Regions from separate parts of the Gossypium raimondii genome. Here region 2 is linked to region 1. Evidence: chromatin contacts called from public Hi-C data. All regions are on one chromosome and are shown on one strand. The core of a region is the stretch at or near the end of the contact, and the rest is flanking DNA. Distances in the headings are between cores, read along the strand shown. Region 1 holds the start of LOC105763532. Region 2 holds the start of LOC105762061.

What was found. A called contact is a pair of places that touch in the nucleus more often than the background predicts.
Region 2: a contact with region 1 is called in a Hi-C map of leaf, with 4 times the contacts expected there. The contact joins the promoter of LOC105762061 here to the promoter of LOC105763532 in region 1. A contact is called at or near these places in 2 of 2 Hi-C or Micro-C datasets (both in leaf).

What each region holds. Positions count from the first base shown.
Region 1 is chr12:21,621,295-21,624,570 of ASM2569854v1, forward strand. It overlaps LOC105763532, which reads right to left and starts at 2,007. Exons shown (of 5, transcript XM_012581771.2): 1 at 1,658-2,007; 2 at 1,489-1,562; 3 at 1,302-1,405; 4 at 1,095-1,160; 5 at 1-281. The coding sequence starts at 1,722. The coding sequence ends at 15. It overlaps LOC105763533, which reads right to left. Exons shown (of 9, transcript XM_012581773.2): 9 at 2,802-3,276.
Region 2 is chr12:21,762,475-21,765,742 of ASM2569854v1, forward strand. LOC105762061 reads left to right here and starts at 1,950. Exons shown (of 15, transcript XM_052625220.1): 1 at 1,950-2,446; 2 at 2,576-2,668; 3 at 3,118-3,268. The coding sequence starts at 2,279.

The sequences.
Region 1 (3,276 bases), core at 757-3,256:
CTCCATCAGGAATATCAAATCCATATGCTTGCAAAGGCTTCTTCCAGTGCCCTCTTCTTGCTCAACTCAATACTCCACCCTCCTGCTCTTCCACCTCTTTCTGCCCGGAGCCTCATCATTTCCTCATCATCAAGAGCATAGCCATGCATGTCCAGCCCACCAGCAAGTGGTACCGGTTGTGGTGCCATGCCTGTTGGTCGTGGCTGTCCTCCAGCAACTGTCGGTGCATATTGACCTTGGGTACCAGCTACAAACCCTGCTTGTGAGTTCTGGCTTAGGGCCTGTTTAAGTAAACAAACAATCAGCTTAGATTATGTCACGTGTTAAACGATTGAAAAAGAAGAGTCAAAAACCAGTAGAATACAGGCAATTTAAAAGTCTATCTATCAAAATGTGACATTATTTTTGCATTTTGACAGCTGCAGAAGAAACCTTATTTGAGAAACATGGAAGCAAGATGCATCCAGTCCAAAAATTTACAGCAATGATGAACCATGAAAGCAACTTCAACAAAAACTAAATATACCAAAGTTGTCTCAAGTCTTAACAAGAACCTGAAGTACAATAAATCAAAACCGTCTAAACATTAATTCGAGAGAACCTCAAAATAAATAAGGAAATATCAGTTATCCGTTGCAAGTACAGCAAATAATACAAACTAGAGTAGGTGAAAATGTCCAAACCAAAACTAGCAGAAGGTTTAATCAGATGTAAAAACATGTACACTAAGGTTCAACAAATGAACTTCCCAAAGTACATATTTTCTCTTCTTCCCAGTCATGTGAAACAAAATGAAAAAAAGTAATGGAATAGAAAAAAAGATCCCGGAAACAATAATATATACTACCATCATTATCTAAAATGTCAAACAATTGAACTGGCTATTAACCATTTTGCTCAAAGCCGGTAGGTAGGCAGTAGCAACACGAATGAAGTTAAGAAATTAACTACAACCACTTTAATACTGAGACTGACTGCAAGGCATTGTTCTAGCTACATAACACCAAAGAGACGATGCATGCTTTATGTTTAGAAACAGAATTCAAGAACTGAGGTAAACGTTTAAAACAGCAATGATGATAGAATTCTCTCACCCCATCAGTATCGGCCTGTACTGGGATCCCCTTGCTTGCTGCCATTGCAGCAGCTAAATCTTCAGCCTGTTCATCAAAACAGTTTATTTTAGTAATTCAAAAGTAAAAATTTCCAAGAAATATTTCTGTGAAAAGAAAATTTGATGATATTGTTATAAGCCTCAGTCACCCTGGAGGAAACCTAAAAAAGGGGTTACTGAAAGGTACCTTACGAGCTTGATTGATCATAATCTGCTCAGCATTTTCTTGCTGATAATTGGTAATTTTCTCCTCAATAGCTTGAACATCTATTCCTTCAATCAATTTAAAAACTGCCCAAAACCCCCCGAATTAGATAGTTTAACCAAGAAAAAAAACCCAAACGATTAGGGAAATTGAATAAAGCGCAACATACTCATGTCTTCCACTTCTTCCAAGTAATCATTGTATTCTCTCAGTGATGGAAAATCCTCTTCTCTTTTATTGAATCTATTTAAAACAATCCCCCCCCCCAAAAAAAAAAAGCAATTTGCATCAGTAATTAGGGAAGATGAAAGGAGAAAGCGAGAGAAAAAGAAAATTACATGTTGCTTATTCTTCTACGGATTTGCATCTCCTTGTTGTGGGGATTGGAACTAGCAACTACCATGGCCTTGTCGAGTTTTGGGGGCTTTTTTGGCTTGGTTTAGGCGATTTGCAAAAGCGGCTATTGACCTAACTGTTGAGTGAGATCGATCGGAGCTCTTTCTAAACTGCAAGTGGTTTTGCAAATCACTATCGGACCCGACTGAACAACACAAACATGAACTGACCCGACTGACGGACCAATTTTGACCGGAAAAAGTACTGATATGGATTTTGAAAAACGAAAAACATTTTTAAGTGGCCAGTTTTGAGAGTTTACTCAAGTTCAGAGATGGTTAAACGACGCCGTTCGTGAGTAAGGCAGGCAATGGATGCCTAATGCTCGGATCAAAATAACATTTTGAATAGGTTAAAATCAGTTGTCACTTGTCAGTACTTATGTTAAAATTTTAATTTTATATTTTTGCAATTTAAAATTTGTAGTTCAATTATTATCATTTTAATAGTTTCTGATAAAATTTGTCAATTTAAGAAATTTTTTTGTCAATCACATATCAAATTATACAAAACAACCTAATTAAAATTTAAAATTTACAAATTTTGATAAAAATACCAACAGTTTTAATGATTGACTGAAATTTTAAAAGGAAAATTTGAAGATTGAATTTTAACTTTTAAAATACAATAATTAGATTTTAAATTTTGTGAGACTAGCATCATATTTTAACCTTTGAGATATTAACTATAAATTTTAATATTTTGTGATAAAATTTATTTCAATATTAACTTTTGTTTGTGAATACATAACAATTCACGTTCCTAAAAATACATAATTCCTTTTTTAAATGTGTATTATAGGAATGAGCTCAAATCATGATTTGTTTCTTTTAAATAGTAAAACCTATATTGACGCATATCAGAATAGGAATACTAATTTGGCTTTTAGTATGCTATTTTCATAATTAAATAAATATGTTATACTCATCTGTATTTTTTTTGTTAAAATTTACTTGAAAAGAGTTTTTTTATTTTATTTTTTATCTAAAGAGGTAATATTAAAATAAATAATTGATTGAGCTTGACTCAATTAATATCATCAAGACATTAAATTCCAATAAAATAAATTGAAAGCAAGTACAACTATTAAAGAAAAAAAATGCATTGCAATTACACGTATTGAGACGCTTCCTCGATTACCAATATTCAATTTACATTCTAGTTCTTTCCATTAACACTTCTTTAAGAAAACATATAAATCAAACCGAAAAAAACAAAAAAACCCCACTAGCCTACCTCATTTTTCTTTTTCAAATCTGCCCAAAAAATTTTTAAAAGAAAATGGAACACTAAACAGAAAAGGCTCTATCTAACGTTCATGACAGCAGTTACCTTATTATACATCAATGGTGGGACTCCTAAAGACTTCAGCCACCTATGTTCATGCATACCTTACCCATTTTAAGAATAGTGGCTTACCAGGATAAAGTTCCGGAAAAGAGATTATTAAACCAGCGAGGAGTTTGTAGGCGATTACAGAAGCTGAAGTGAGCATGCTCGATCAAATTCCTCAACGATGCCTGGTTTAAGCCTCGCTTAGCAACCATATGTCTTTTTGAGT
Region 2 (3,268 bases), core at 700-3,199, 140 kb after region 1:
AGCGGCGTTTGTTAAAAAGCGCCGCTAAAACTCATCTTCATTGTGGCGTTTGTTGTTTAAGCGTCGCTAAAGGTTGTGGTCTTTAGCGGCGTTTTTGGGAAAAGCGTCGCTAAAGGTCAGGGTCTTTAGCAGCGTTTGTCGAAAAAGCGTCGCTAAAAGTCATCGTCTTTAGCGGCGTTTGTGGGAAAGCGCCGCTAAAGTTAGCGACGCTGTCATTAGCGGCGTTTTTTGCGACGCTTCTCAAAGCGCCGCAAATTCTTTTAGCGGCGCTAAAAAACGCCGCTAAAAGCCTGTTTTGGTGTAGTGAGTGAAAGTTGACAATCATGAGAGTCGACTTTCAGTCTATAAATACTCAATTATTTTCTCTCTTTTCTTTTTTTCAACCAAAATCCTCTCAAACCCTTAAATTTTTTTTCTTTTTTTAGGAAAGAAATGGTTGATTTAAGGTTTAAAATAAAACATATAGCAAAAGATGCCGCCAATATGGTAAAATTGGCAAGTAAATTATTTTTTTTGTAGAAATGTTTTTAAGATTTTGTGAAATTAAATATTAACAATTTTTTTTTGTAAAATTCTAAACAGTGACACGACCAAGTTGTTCATGCTCAACATAGTATAAAATTACTGAAGTCACTTGTCGTCTTGTTAGAAAAATGGATGGCGAAAACACATTCATTACAGTTTCACGTGGGGAAGTGACTATAATACTAGAGGATGTCGCTTAATCGAAGCTAGTAGCATCAACGTGGAGCACAAGTACCATCATTTGTTGGGTGTCATCCCGTTTAAGGATAAGGACAAGAAGAATTAGATGACAATTGTGTGAAATGCACATGATTTGAGAGGTTTATCAAACTAGCCCCTTCACAATTTGCAACTGTGGAGGAGATGAATCAATCTATAAAAGCTTAGATGTTTTGGATGTTAAGAGGAATTTTGTTGCCAAACAAGACTAGCAATAAGGTCCATGTATCTTCCTCACTAGAGTTTTCTTGGATGATCAATCGATTCAATTGGGGTTTAGCGAATTTGATGTATTTGTATCGGGTGCTCCATAAGGCGACTTGAGAATTGATTGATGAGATAAATGGTTGTTGGCTGCTTCTGCAAACATGGGCATGGATAAAGATAACATGGTTAGGGCCCATCTCTTCCTAATCATGAGAGTTCCCTCTAAATAGAAGGTAAAAGTATAATTATGTACAATATCTTAAGGTGTATTCAATTATCAATATTTATAATCACCTATTGCATTAAATATTTAAACAAACTTAGGGGTTGTTTGGATCATACACATTATTGAAAGGACTTTATTTGGACGTGATGAGAAATCAATCAACAAGTCGATGAAGAGGTATGTTGATGTATATTTATATTCATTGCAATTTATTATTACTGTTAATAAATATAATTGTTTATATATTGTATAAGGATCTCGACATTCATAGGTGTTGAGGTATTGCGATCATTTCAAAATAATTACATTGATTCCAATAGGATGTGAAAAACTTGATCAAGTAGAAAAATCTCAACAAACTCCATACCTATAAATATCGAGATAGTATTCTGAAAATCTAACTACATATATTATAAAAAATAATATAAAAAACCACATAAAAGGATAATTTTTTTTGAACAATTATATTACAAGTTCTGATCATATATGCTAGCCCCTCCTCAACCCATAAATAAGAGAATAATGCGTTTTAACCCATTAAAACCCACGTCCTCCTGCATTAACAATAATACCCATGCCAATTGAGCTAAAACTTAGGGGCAAAAGAATAAGTTTTTTAAAAATAAAATAATAACATCAATTGGCAACAGTTTAAAAATATGAAACATCTTTGATTCTATCCCTTATCGGATTTTTAAATCTCTATCGGATCATGTCTTGTCCTCATTTTTCCTTTTCATTTATAAAGCCCAAAATTTTCCCCAATCACGAAAATCAGCCCATCTAAAGGTTAATTAAATCTCCCAAGCCTAAAGCAACGTTAGTCCCAAAACGCCTTGCCCCACACCGCACGAAATCCCGCACGAAGCGTTGAGCACAATACAAAGCAACCACCGCGACCGACCGTGATAGATAGAAAGAAGCAACCACCATGACTGGTTGTGATTTTTGCCCCACACCGCACGAAATCCCGCACGAAGCGTTGAGCACAATACAAAGCAACCACCGCGACCGACCGTGATAGATAGAAAGAAGCAACCACCATGACTGGTTGTGATTTCAATAGAAGAAAATCCGTGGAAGAGGAAAAGGCAAGGGGATATGTGGGTATTTTACTTGATCTCGCTGCCTTTAACCTTAGGGATGGTTATTCTCACCTTGAGGTACTTCGTTGGCCCGGATGTCCCTCGTTACGTCCTCTTCACCGTCGAATACGCTTGGTTCTGTTCTCTTTCCATTATCATCCTCGTCCCCGCGGATATCTGAACGGTAATTCTTTGTTCTTTTTAATTCCGTTCGGAAATGTACTTTATTTGTTGGATCTATCTTTCTTTCTTTTTTAATATTGTAATAAGTTAGGCTAGACAAATTAAAAATAATAATGTTAACTTAGTGCAGACGATATCGAACCCAGATAATGATATTGAAAATGGAGGAATCTCGTTTTTTTAGAGTTGGTCTTATTGGGGTACTTTTCTCCTTACATGGTACGTTTCATTCTTCATTGAATTTCGCACTAGTTTATTTGGTTTCTCTATTGATGGATGCCTTTTTTGTTGAACTAAAATTCACGGGGATATGCCATTTAGAGTATTCTAGATCAATTTTCTTTAGTGGCACAATTGATTGTAGTTCCTGTAAATGAACTTTCTTAATTCTTTCGGGATGGATATAGGTTTTCAAGTTTTTAGATTCTACTTTATAAGCTAAGGTTAAAATAATTCAAAGGTGGTGCACTGTATTCATATTGTTGTGATTTATTACAACTTTTTCATGTGGGCTTGAAATGACAATTACTGGTGGTTGTACTTATCCATTTGTTGTATTTTCATTTATGTTAAGTTGTGGGATTATTTTGTTGGGAATAGAGATGATTCTTCTATATGGTTTTGCAGATTGTGGTGCATTTCCTCATATAATTAAATTATGTTATAAGCAAGGTTGTGGTGCCCCTTATTCAGGGTTTTGAAGATGCTGGAGACTTCTCTGTGACTGAAAGATTGAAGACTAGTGTGCGTGTCAATTTAGTCTTCTATTCAGTCGTGGGTTCTATTGGCCTTGTAGGACTTATTCTCCTCATCTTGATGAATA